Linked DNA regions of Sus scrofa: region 2 is linked to region 1. The links are chromatin contacts, called in public HiChIP or PLAC-seq maps. All regions are on one chromosome and are shown on one strand. The core of a region is the stretch at or near the end of the contact, and the rest is flanking DNA. Distances in the headings are between cores, read along the strand shown. Region 1 holds the start of PACSIN3 (protein kinase C and casein kinase substrate in neurons protein 3). Region 2 holds the start of CRY2 (cryptochrome-2).

The links. HiChIP or PLAC-seq counts read pairs in DNA pulled down with a chosen protein or histone mark.
Region 2: an H3K27ac HiChIP or PLAC-seq map of skeletal muscle shows a contact between it and region 1. The contact joins the promoter of CRY2 here to the promoter of PACSIN3 in region 1. A contact is called at or near these places in 1 of 5 promoter capture datasets (liver) and 1 of 2 datasets of contacts at active chromatin or transcription factors (skeletal muscle).

The regions. Positions count from the first base shown.
Region 1 is chr2:15,378,286-15,384,548 of Sscrofa11.1, reverse strand. PACSIN3 (protein kinase C and casein kinase substrate in neurons protein 3) reads right to left here and starts at 4,252. Exons shown (of 10, transcript XM_021085228.1): 1 at 4,092-4,252.
Region 2 is chr2:16,615,202-16,621,807 of Sscrofa11.1, reverse strand. CRY2 (cryptochrome-2) reads left to right here and starts at 1,428. Exons shown (of 12, transcript XM_021083144.1): 1 at 1,428-1,704. The coding sequence starts at 1,487.

The DNA of each region.
Region 1 (6,263 bases), core at 3,003-5,502:
GGGACCCAGGAGACCTGAGTCTTATCTTGGCCATGAAGCTTGAACAAATGCATTTTACTGTCCTCTCCTAAGAGGCCTCAGCTCCCTCCTAAGATGGAAATTCCACCTCTGGGTCTGCTTCTGTGCCAGGGCTGGTGTGAGACTCAAACCAGTCAATGAACAAGAAATGTGTGAGGCCCCACAGTCACAAGGGACACCTCCTGCTCCACAGCATCCACTGAGGTCCCACAGGGATCCGTAAATAATGAGTAACTCAGCCCTGCCCTCAAAAAGCCCAGAGGAGGAGGAGTCGGACAGGTGATCAGCCAGTTACATGCAGGCATGAATGTGCCTCAGAATTAGAGGGCAAGACAGATTCCAACCACAGAATCAGCGCCCCCCCCCCAAGGGGCTAGAGGACACAGAGGCACGCAGCCACTCCCCTTCTGTCTCTGGGCAGGGTCTCAGCTGTCCCCAGCATCAATTTAAGCCCTTAGAAGGAAATCTCTTCCTCCTCTGAGCAAGCCCCAGGGACACTGCCAGGCCCAGGAGGACTGTGCTTGTTGCCCCCAAAGCAGGGCTCTAAGAGTATTTCCCAGACTGATGCACCCCCTCCCCATCCTTCAAAATTCATAGTAAGGCCTCCTCCATTCCTCCATCCCCAGCTCCCACCCCATTCTCATATCCCATGGGGTTGTGACTACAGGACAGGATCTGTCCCCAGTCACTCACAGAGACTTCCTGAGGGTCCAGCTTGTGTTTCTTCAGGAACTAGAATTAGTAGTTTAATGAAAAAGCAAATGACCTCCATCTGAAGACCAGGGAAACCTGCTGGCTGTGCAGCTTTGAGAAAGCATGGCCTGAGTGGGCTTCCACCCCTCAACTAACAGGAGGAAGAGCTGGGCCTACAGTGGAGGGGCCTGTGCACAGAGCAGGAGAGGGGCAGAGCAGCTGGCCCCACCAGGGTCCTCTTCACTTCTCCTTGCTTCTCCTTGAGTCCATCCTATTTAGCCAGAAAGGAATTGCCAACCAGATGGAGAGAAAGAGAGCTGCAGCTGTAAATCCCAGGGCTGTCCCAGTCAGGCATCAGGGGCCTGGGCCCCCTGCTCGTTCCAGCCTCCGTGCTCCCCGGAGAGCTGCCCCCCACTGGTTCCCTCTCTCTGGCCCCAGAACAGAGCAAGCTGTGTGTGCAGGGCTGGCACTGCTCCCTTCAGCCTCCCAGAGCAAACACCAGCCCAAGCCGCAGGCAGAGCCAGGCCTCACTGCCCTGCCAGATCTAGCAGCTGAAGTGGGCCTTGTGCCTTGCCCCTGCTGAGGAGGGCCAGCACCTTGTACCTCCTGACCCCAGCAGAAACCCAGATTGGTCCCCAGGACACACTCCTACAGGCAAGAGCTCAGAATGCAGATAATGAGCCTTCCCAACCCAGGGAGCGTGCACCTATTGGGCTGAGACAAGTCTGATGGGGCTTGGCTGGGTCTCCTCACAGCTTCCTGAGCCAAGGTAGGGAATCTCCGGGTTCTGGGAAGAACCTACTCTTACTTACTGAGCCCCCATCCTTTCCAGAAGCGGGGAGGGGGGGCATGCCCCTGGGAGGGAGAACTGCTGTCCTGCCCTGCCCTGCCCTGCCCATCCTCTGTCCTGACTCACAGGCTGCGCCCAGGGACCTCAGCAGCCCTCTCGGCAGCCCCCCCGTTCGGACTGCAGCCCTGGAATTTGAAGGCACAGGAGGGGGCGGTCCACTGGTCCAGAGAGGGGCACTTAGGTAGAATCAGCAGCCGGAGAGAAGCGGGAGGCTGGGGGAGGGGGTGGCGCGGGGAAGGAGGAGGAGGCAGGGCCAGGGAGGGGCATAACAAAGGGGCACTTTTGGAAACCCGACCTGCCGCCTGAGGTGCCTGCTCCCTGATGACGCACTCCAAACCCGGAGCCCTCACACCAAACCACCCAGCCCAAGGGCTGCCGGTCTCTGGCCCCAACCCTCATGGACGGCACCCTTCCACCAGCCTCTCTGGCGGCCGGCGCCGCACAACTCGCAGCCCAAGGAACCCACGCGGAGCGGTCGGGCCAGGCCTAGCCATGGAGACTCCAGGACTAATTGGCCAAACTTGTTGAACTTGGCCTCGGCGGGGGTGGAGCCAGCCGGTCACCGCTCAGCGGAGGGGGCGCACCCTGCCTTGGCCGGCGCCGCCGTGTACTCCAGATGGTGGCCAGGGACAGCGGCCCCAGGAATTTGAGCTCTTTGCAAAGAACGAGGGGTCTCTAGGGATCAAGGTCCCTCCTGGGGTCCCAGGGCGATTTGGGGGCTTTTAGGGACCCCAGGAGATGGTGTGGCCTGCCAACCCCGACGCCTCCCTCCCCCTGGCAGGTCTGGGAAATTGTCGGGTGCGCTGCGCCGCAGATGAGGCACCCTGTCGGCTCAGCGGCAGCTCTTGCAGTCTTCCCGCAGGGCGCGGCGGCCGGGGGCTCCCCCGGCGGGAGTCGGTCCCATTGCAAACTTTCGGAGCGGGAGGAGGAGAGGGCGGGCTCGAGCAGCAGCTCCTGCCGCCGCCTCCCCACGGTCCCCGCCCGGGCAGCACTCACCGCGTCCTCCCTGGGCGCCTCGGCGGGTGGGGGTCTGGCCACGCTCCTGCCCGAGTCCTGCGGCTCCCAGGCCGGGGCCACCGCCTCCCGGAGTGCGCCGGGCCCTCCCCCGGGAAGCCCAGCCCCCGGCCCCGCCCTCTCCTCGGCTCTGCTGCCCCAACCCCACCGGCTAGCGGCGGGGGCGCAGGAGCTGCCTGCATCGCGGCTCCAGGGGCGCGGGCCTTGGGGTCTTGGGTCCCGAATGAGGGCCGACTCTCCTGGGTGGTGCCTCGGCGCTATAGGGAGTCAGATTTCGGCTTTGCCCCTCCCAGGCCTCCTCAGAGCCTGGGAGACCAGTGGAAGCGGGAAGGGATGGGGCCTGCACCGGCTCCCTTTGGAGGGAGGTCTGGGGCTACACTGCCTTACTCTTTTTGCTGAGCACAGCTTTCTTAGTTAGAAATTAGCTCCGACGAGGCTCATAACCATCCTCTTGCAAGCATTAGGGCTCCCGTTGAATAGATGCAGAAAGTGAGGCTCAGAGACCTCAGAGCTGTAGTCAGGCAGGTCCGGGACTCCAAAGACCCCTTCCTTGCACAGCCCTCCTTGCCAGTCTGGGGGCCCATTCTGAGGACTAGGTCTGACTTCGGTGGGGGTGGGGCAGAAAGGCTTGAGCTCCTCCCCCTCCGCGTTATTCCCAGATAGTGTATCACGATTCTTTTTTTTTTAACTCAATGAATCTTATTACATTTATAGTTCACCACAACGATCATCACAACCCAATTACGATTCATTCTTAAACCCCTTCGCCCTTCCATCCCCTTTGTCAGCTACCAAAGGTTTGGTAGATCTTTCCAGAATGCCCCGATACCACCCCCCACACTGAATAAATCCCTTCTTCCTCACCCCCTTGCCCCCCACCCCGAGACATTTCGGAGCCTATCCGTCGGTTATTTATATCCACTGGAGCGGTCCAAGAATGTTCCGAGGCTGACCTAACCGCCACCTGCTCGACCGCCTCTCCCTTCCCGCTCCCTCTAGGGCTGGGGGACCCGCGGCGCTGCCCTCCGTCTGGCAGCAGAAAGGGGGCGCAGGTCGCCGGAATCCGACGCCTGGGCCGCTCCGGGAGTCCGAGCGGCCCAAGTTGCTGGGGGTTGCAAACCCTCCCGCGTGCTCTGAGGAGCGCCTCCCCAGAGGACAGAGCGGCGCTCTGGGAGGCCAAGAGCCATGCTGTTCTCCCCGCAGCACGTACTCTTCGTCCCCACCCGCTGCAGCCCCACCCCCGCCCCCACTCCTTGAGGAGTGTGAGTATGAGAGCACAGATTTTCAAACGGCAGCTTTAAAAATAGCAAAATTATGTAGTTTCTAAATCCCGGAGGAATCACGTTCGCGTTCTTTGGGCAGATAAATCTGCTCATAAAATGGAAAGGGGGCCTAAAGAGAATGAATGGGAGTAATTTCAGGTGGTAATTTTAGCTGCTGAGGGCTGACTTCTCCGCAGTCCTTGTGGGAGGGTGCAATCGTCAGCTGGGCACCTGAGACAGCTGCGCAATCGTACCTGAGTAGTGGATCCTTGCCTTGGCGCTCACAGGGTGTGTACGCAGCAGAACGTAGCTTCTGAAACAAGTTTCAACACCCACTCTCTCTGTTGGGACTTGGACAAGTCCTTTTTCCTCCATATCTGTTTCTACCTCTGTGAAACATGACGGGTGACTGGGCTGACCTCCCAAATGGGCATGTGCCCCAGCTAATTAATGATTGTAAAACAACTAACTGCAAATCAGAGGAGCTGAGGTAATAGCTAATGACAGCCATAAGGTTCTGTATTATTCAAAATCAGTTAACATCCCACCTAGTGCCTGGGGGCCTCTAGGCACCTGGACAGAAAGTGTGAAAACACAAGAATGAAGTTAATTACAGGAGCCACCTATTAAAACCCTATTAAAAATAAAGGCTGCAAGCCAGGCTTTGGGATCTGAGGAAGCTAGGTCACAGAGAGACTCAGAAAACAGGGCTGTTCATCAGACCACAAGAGGGAATGCTAGTGGAAAACATCTGGCTTCCCCTGGGTTCAGATCTGGAGGCAGCAAGCAGAAATGTTGCAGCTGATCTTAATTGCCTCTAAAGTACTGCAGGGAGAAAAAATAAACCAAAACCCAGGGATACTAAGCTGCTTCAAGGGTGAAAGGAGACAGAGCTAACCTTGGAAAGCCAACCCCTGCCAGTGCTGCCCCAGGGCTCATATGTCTGTGCTCTGTGGCCAGAGCCCCTACACATTCACAGGGCTCCACCGTGAGGTACACAACTTGAACAGAGTTTAAGATGAGATGCCCGAGGTCAGAGACTAAGCGGACAGAAACCCAGAGACGCAGCTTGGCTCAGGGCACCAGGCGGCAGATTGGTCCAAAGCCCAAGTTCACAACACTCACAGACTCACCTTGACTTTCTGGAATGTCCTAACCACAGTACCTTCATTATTTATTTATGCCTTCATTCATCCAGTCAAGAAAACATTTGAATTTTGGCTTTATGCTTAGCCGTATGCTGGGTGTTGGGAATACAAAGACCAATAAGGCAGAGCCATAAGTTTATGATAATGAGATAATATGGACAGGAAGTACTATGGGAAAACAGAAGCAGAAGAGACCACCTTTCACTGAGTGATGACACTTGACTGGTCTTGATGAACAGGAATGAGTCATGTGCAGAGGCATTCTAGGCGGGAGCACTAGGGTGTGCCAAGCCCCAGAGGTGTTAGCTTATGACTTGGTGACCCAGCAATTCCACTTTTTGGTATCTACCCTAGACAAACATGTACAAGTGCAGAAAAAGGTACAGGGAAATTTGTGTATAGTATTTTTTTGCAATAAGGGAAAAACTGCAAACAGATGTCAATCAAGAGGGCAATGGTTGAATAATCCTAAAGTTCACTCATGCTGTGGGTTGCTCTGCAACATTTAAAGCACAGTGTAGATAGAGATGTGGAGGGTTGGGGGGGTATTTTTGGCTTTTAAGGGCTCACCCGAGACATATGGAGGTTCCCAGGCTAGGGGTCGAATTGGAGCTGTAGTGGCTGGCCTACACCATAGCCACAGCAGCACAGGATCCGAGACACGTCTGCAACCTACAACACAGCTCACAGCAACACAGGATCCTTAACCCACTGAGCAAGGCCAGGGATGGAACCTTTGTCCTCATGGATGCTCGTCAGATTCATTTCCGCTGAACCACAACAAGAACTCTCAAGTTGTTTTCTTATATGAAGATCCCCAAGACACTATTGAATAAAAAAAAGCAAAGTTGCAGAACACTCAAAATATTCAGAGAATACACACCAAACTGATCATGGTGATTCTCTCTAGTGGCAACAGTTTGGGGCAGTTCCAGACTAAAATATCTAGAATACTGAGCTCAGGATGGAGTGAAGGCACATGGGAGCTGAGGCTGGAAAGATGGGATGGGATTGAATGGTGAAGATTTTCGAGACGGGCTAAGGAGTTTAGACTTTATACTATAGGCAGTGAGAAATGTGAATGGCAGTGACTCCATCTTTTAAAAGTTATCCTTTGAAAAGGTAACTCTGGCAGCCCTTCGAAGTGTAGATTAGAGCAGGCAGAGGGCTGCAGGAAGGGCTTATCTCCTCGGAGGGCTGCCATTTCTCTCCAGGGCCTCTGGACATTGCCCCAGCATTCCAGGCAGGCAGCTGAGTAAAGTATTCTGATTTAACAGC
Region 2 (6,606 bases), core at 179-2,678, 1.2 Mb before region 1:
TTTAGACAGTTGTGCCAATTAGTGCCACTCACTTGCGGATTAAATTGCTAACTTCCTTCATTGCTCATTCCCAAATTCAGGAAGGGTGCCACCTAGAGCCAAATTGAGACGGCCTCTCCATTTGATAATGCCAAAGCTCCAGGCTAGCTTAGCCCACCATCAACACATCAGTGGGGGTGTTTACAGGCTTCTCCTATCATTCACTCATTCAGTCAATCAGCAAGCCCTGTGCTCGACTCCAGAAGAGGGCTCCACCTGGCTCTCTTGGGGACGCGTGGGGAATATCCTCCACATCTCTGAACCCCACACAGACTCCAGTTCAGTCCTTTACACTCAGAGTTACCCCTAAGTCTATGACAGAACTAAAAGAAAAATTCATGTGATGGCTTTTTTTTTTCCCTCTTGCTTTTTAGAGCATATCTGCAGAGTTTGGAGGTTCCCAGGCTAGGAGCTGAATCGGATCTACTGCTAGCCACAGCAACTCAGGATCTGAGCCGCGTCTGCAGCCTACATCACAGTTCACAGCAACACCAGATCTTAACCCACTGAGCAAGCCCAGGGATCAAACCCTCATCCTCTTGGATACTAGTCGGGTTCATTACCGCTGAGCCACAAACTGGGAATTCCAATGATGACCTAATTACAATCTCAACCCACATTCTCCACAATTCCAGTCCCTAATCCCAACCCCTCTACTGCAGCACATCAGGGCCCACACTTTGGACTCTACTACTTGTAAATGCCAAGTTGCTCAACGCTGACAGAGGTGTAGTATTGTGGATAAAAGCAGAAACTTCAGATTCTGAATAATCCTGGTAGAAGTATTAGCTGTATGATATTGAGCATGTTACTCAACCTGCAGCAGCCTCGGTTTTCTTTGTCGGTAAAATGAAAACAGCTCTTTCACTAGGGTTTGTTGAAAGAATGCAACTCGTCTGAGTTTACAGCAGTAAAGGAGACAGCAGCGTAAGGGTATTATCACGTTGGTTGGCATCTAATGGAAGCTGTATTAGAATGCTGTAATGATGTATGTATAGAGTGTGGTAGATGATTATATTGATGACGAAGATGATGTAGGACAGCCGGTGGTCTGTCCTTTTAAGTCATTTGCTGGAGTCACAGCAACCCTCGCCAGCCCACACAGCTTCCAGCGCCAGGCCCTAAAAAAGGAAGCTGAGCTCCGCCGTTCCTCGGACTTGGTCCACGCCCAGACCTCCTTGGGGACCGCCAGCCTGCGTCACTAGCCCAGCCCTCCGGCTCCTCCCGGCAGGGCCCACACATGGTGGGAACGTGAGGAGGCGGGGCCAGACATGGTGCCTCTAACCAATCGCCCGGCAGGAGGCGCCCAGCCAATAGCAGAGGCGCTCCAGGGCCTGAGGGCGGGGCTCCAAAGAGTAGCGGCGCGTCATAGGTCACTGGGCCAGCTGGGGGCCGGGCTCGCGGCGCCGACGGGGGCGGAGCGGCCGCAGTCAGAGCAGTCCAGGCAATGATGGCGGCGGCTGTGGCGACCGCTGCGGCGTCCTCCCCGGCTCCCGCTGCCGGCGCGGAAGGCGCCTCTTCGGTGCACTGGTTCCGCAAGGGGCTGCGGCTCCACGACAACCCGGCGCTGCTGGCGGCGGTTCGCGGGGCGCACTGCGTGCGCTGTGTTTACATCCTCGACCCTTGGTTCGCGGCCTCCTCTTCAGTCGGGATCAACCGGTGGAGGTGAGGGGGCCCCGGGCGGGTTTGCGGGTCCGGGGAGCGCAGTCTAGCCTCTGAGGCACGTACCCTAAGAGGGGGGAGGCTCTGGCCCCAGTCCCCTCTGCTGAAAGCCCCCGACCTGAAAGAGATGGGGCAGGGAGGCGCAGCTGAGTCTCCAGTGGGGAGAAGCCGCGACGTGGGTAGCAATTAGTCCCATAGTTAGGGCTTGGGTGGGCCAGGGCTCAACCTCTGGCACGGCGCGTTCTCACTGTGTTATCCCTTTTGGTCCTCACGACGTCCCCGTGAAACAAAAATCATGATCCTCATTGTACCGATGAGACTCTGGAGTCTTAGAGATACAAAGTTGACCTGCCCAAGGACTTGCAGCCGGCGAGTGGCAGAACAGGGACTCCTGGTCTAGGGTTCTTAGGGTTGTGCTCAGGGAGGGGAGGACGGGAGCTATTGCGGTATGAGGGCCGGGACAGGTTTCTGAAATAGCACGGCAGACACCTGCATTCTTCAAGAGCGCTCCTGAAGGTCGTCTTAAGCTTAAGCCTCTGGTTTGTGTGAATTCATTTTTTCACCTATCCTGTCTTCCTTCCACCAAGATCATCCAGTCTCTGGAGGTGTCTAGAGACTCTGACTTAGCATTAGGTAGGGCAGGTGCCTTTGCTCCTTTATTGTAAATAAAAGAACATGCTCTCAAGGGCACGTTCATTGAGAGGCACTCTGTGTCCTGGGCTAGAGAGCAGACAGCAGTACTTAACCTATTTTGGAGAATTCCCTCAGCAGCTATGGGCTTGCTAAGGAAAAAAGCAGGAGGGGGGAGGAAGAAGAAAAAGAAACAAAGAGTCCCTTACTTCCTCCTCTTCTCTTGAGATTGATTTTAAAGGACAGTTGAGCCTGTAGATTAGACTCTTGTCAGCTGATGTGCTAAGATTTGGGAGCAGGCAAGCTGTGATACCAAGGGGCCCTCTTTGATGACTCCCAGGATCATGGGAAAAGTTTAACAGGTAGTTGATGTGTTTTCTCCATAACCAGTGTTTAAAACAAAGGTGTTCTGAGACATTGTGTACCCGTCTCTCTTTAACAAGTCTGGCAGTCGTCCTCTAGTTTGTTTGCATTGTTCTGGAGGTGTTTGCTTGTGGCCTTGTTGCACTGAGGGGCAGAGTTATTCCCAGGATACGCTGGCTCCCCATTCTTTCCTCTCCAAGGTGTGTGCCCTGCTAGGAGAGTGAGTGCTTCTAGCAGTGGGTCTATTAAATGCCCCCCTCCTGCCCCATTTATATGGAGGGAACAGCTAAAGATAGTTCTGTGGAGAGCCTGCCCACACAGTTTTCAGTCTGCTCTATTACTCGGCCCTTGCTCCAGTTTCTCTAGATAGGAGGTTGGGCTGACAAACATCCTCAAATGACCAGCCATCCCTAGTGTGGACTTAGCTTGGACTAAGCCTCAGACTTTGCCCCTCTCCTGATGGCAGTGTGCCAGTCAGAGCAGAGTAATTAGACTCCAGACTACTTGTTTGTTACATTGTCAAGGAGTTTCTTCTTTTATGGGATTTGAGGAATGTGGCATAAAATTGCCTGTTCCTTTGCAGTAGTGGAGATTAAAAATCAACAACAGGTGGTCCCATTGTGGCTCGGTGGTTAAGGATCCCTGGCTTCGCTCAGTGGGTTGAGGATCCAGCATTGCCGTCAGCTGTGGTGTAGGTCACAGATGCGGCTCGGATCTGGCATTGCTGTGGCTATGGCTTAGGCTGGCAGTTACAGCTCCTATTTGACCCCTAGCCTGGGAACCTCCAAATGCCGCAAGCGTGGCCCTAAAAAGACAAAAAAAAAAAAACCAACAACAAAACCTCTGTTGCTTATTAAACTCAGATTCTCTAGAAACTAGGTATTTAGAGATTTTTGTGGGTCACCCTTTTGTAATTGTGCTGTTGAGTGAGTAAAAGAAAAAGAATGTGGCAGCTCAGATGCCTATATCAAATCCTGAAGTCAGAGGCTGTGTAGGAATGCAGATGTTAATTGAGCGTTTAATGAGCACCTAATATCTGCCAGGCACTACTCTAGGGGCTGCTAGGAGCACAGCAGGGAACAAGCAGATGTGTCCAGAGCTCCTGGAGCTTACATTTTCATGTAGGAAGACAAGCAAACAGCTATAACTTGGTAGAACTAAGTGCTGTGAAATAAATAAAATCGGGGACAGACTGTAGCAATGGGTGTCAACCTTGCCACGCGTGAGAATCATTTAAGTATCTTTAAAAGATGGCTGGGCCCACTTCTCTCCCAATTCTGATTTCATTGACTTGGGTACTAGGGTCTTTAAAGCTGTCATGTGCAGCAAAGCCAGAGAAGTGGACCACAGAGTCCGGCAACTTGGGATATGTGTTGCAGTGCATTGGCAGGAAGTCTGATTGGTTTTGGTATCAGAAGAAAGAGGTGAAATAACACAAAGCAGATTGAATACAATAAATGCTCCTGGGCCTGGGCACAGACACACACCTACCACCGCCTCTATACTCTTTGCTCTCAGAATCAGAGTGAGGGCATACCTGCAGACTGTTTATTTTTAGAGCTGCACCCTAGGCATATGGAGGTTCCCAGACTAGGGGTCGAATTGGAGCTGTTGCTACCAGCCTACGCCACAGCCACAGCAACGCCAGATCCTTAACCCACTGATCGAGGCCGGGGATCAAACCCACAACCTCATGATTCCTAGTTGTATTCATTTCTGCTGCACCACGATGGGAGCTCCTCCAGATTTGCAGACTGTTTAATGCACTCGGTTGGGGGTTGGTAGGAGTGATGGAGCCAGCTCTACCTCTGGGTTAACTACGATATGTGCAGTCTTCCTGTTTCTGGATCTGGAAGTGATCTAGGAGAATTGTGCTGCAGCGTAACGTCCTAGCTCTGCAAATACTTCAGTTGCTGCCTCTGAGAAGCCTCCCTCAGAAGAGTGGGCCCTGGGCCATCTGGAAGGGTGGGGGGAATCAGAATCTGTATCTCTGTTATCCTCCTCATTTCCTGTACTGACTCCCACACAGCGTTTTTCAGCAGATGAATCAGATTAAAATAACCATGAATGGCACTTTCTAAGAGTAAAAGTGGACAGAGAAAGGCGACCAAGAATATGTATGTGTATTAGCATAGGAGAAGGGCTAGCATACTCCTTGCGTTGGTGGTAGTGGGAACTTTATAAGCTAATCGTAGTGATAGGAACCTCAGGACTTTTTTTGGTCAAGTGCTAGTTAGCTAATCCCTTTGCCATTTTCCCCAGCTCTACCCTCCCAAAATTTACTGCATCTGAAAGGAAGTATTGCAGTGAGAACAAAAAAATGGAAAAGAGGGGAGGGGGTTTCGAGCTACTTCTAGATTTAAAAAGGGCTACCCAAAATAATCCCTTGCAGTTTTTCATTACCTTTCTCTCCCTGCTGCAACCTAGATATTGTCGGCAACGATTCACTTCGCCCTTTTCTCCCTAGCTCTGGGCTGCACCCGTGTTCAGGAGCTTCTGGGACAGAGGGAGTTGGTAGAAAGAACGTATCAGCCCAGATCTCTCAGGATTAATAAGTAAGGTGACCTGGGGACTCCCCATGACGCCTGGTGAGAAGAAGTGTGTCTCTCCTCCCAGCGCTGGGAGCTAAACACTGTTGGGCTGTTCTTGCTGAAACTCGGTCACCACGAAGCGGGTTGAGAGCTATGGTCTTCTGGCAGGGAGGTTTAAGTGAGCTGTTCACACGGCCGCCCGAGTGAGTCACTGTATTGTTCTGCTGCTGAGAGAAGGTTTCCGTTTTCAAAAGGGACAAAAACTTGCCTCTTCATCTTTCTCCATGAAATTAGAAAAGATTAAATATATTTTTATCCAAGTGATACTTAAGGATCATTCCCTGCTATGGAGTATGGGTTTGGGTTATCCTTTTAAAGGGGCTTAAGCTCCTTAATTACTTAGAAGAAATTAATTTCTATTAATATCCTATGTAGCCAGTCTGGCCGGCCAATGATATCATCATTACGGTTAAATAACCTTGGCTTGAAGCAGAGAAACTTGGTCAAGGGCAATCTAGACCCCAAAAAAAGAGTTCATTTTTCCTCCTCCTCTTAATAACAGATAAACAAAACATTTCTCAACACAATCTGCCATCTCTAGAGAAGCTCTCCCCTAGAGATCTGTCTGTGCTATTTTAAAGGGCTAGCTCCTTGGAGTCCCTGAATTACAGAGTCCTTTCAGTATTTTTGGAAATCTCAATTTGGTTTCCTCCTGTCCTGTCTGCTTCTGGCTCCGGAGCACTTACGTAATGCAGCTCAGCTGCACATGTTGTCTAATCCAGAGGGTGAGCTTTAGCTGCTCACACAGGACCGTGTGCTCTGAATTTTGGCCATGTGAGCTCTGCTCCAAGCTGCCAAGGATGAGCTGCCTGCCCAAACACTGCTACCTCCAATGCCCAGGCCAGTTTTCTCTTGAGTTCCCCCTCATTGAATAGAGAGAAACTGGCCATGTGAAGGGGAGGGCTCTAGGGGAGCACAAAGGCCCAAGGTTTTCTCTGGTGAAAGAATGCACCCACTGGCCCCACTGAGCTTTTGCCCAGTAGCAGCGCTGCTCTGCTGCTCTGTGTTCCTTGCTGCTCCGTGTTCCTTCAGTGTTTTACAAAGCATCCCTTGGCAGGCCTCACAGGTAGTGCCCTAGCAGTGGCTGCCCTTTTGCTAACTGGCTGGGACTCCTGGGGGCCATCCTGAGGCCTCTCTTCCTGGAGAAGCCCTGCAGGCTTGACTCAGGAGGGAAGCTGGAAGTTAACAGAGCATTCATTGCTAGAGGGCTAAAGAGGAGGCAGAAATCAGGATCTCAGAAGAAGTTTAGAAAAAACAAATTAGGAGTTCCCGTGGTGGCGCAGTGGTTAACGAATCCGACTAGGAACCATGAGGTTGCGGG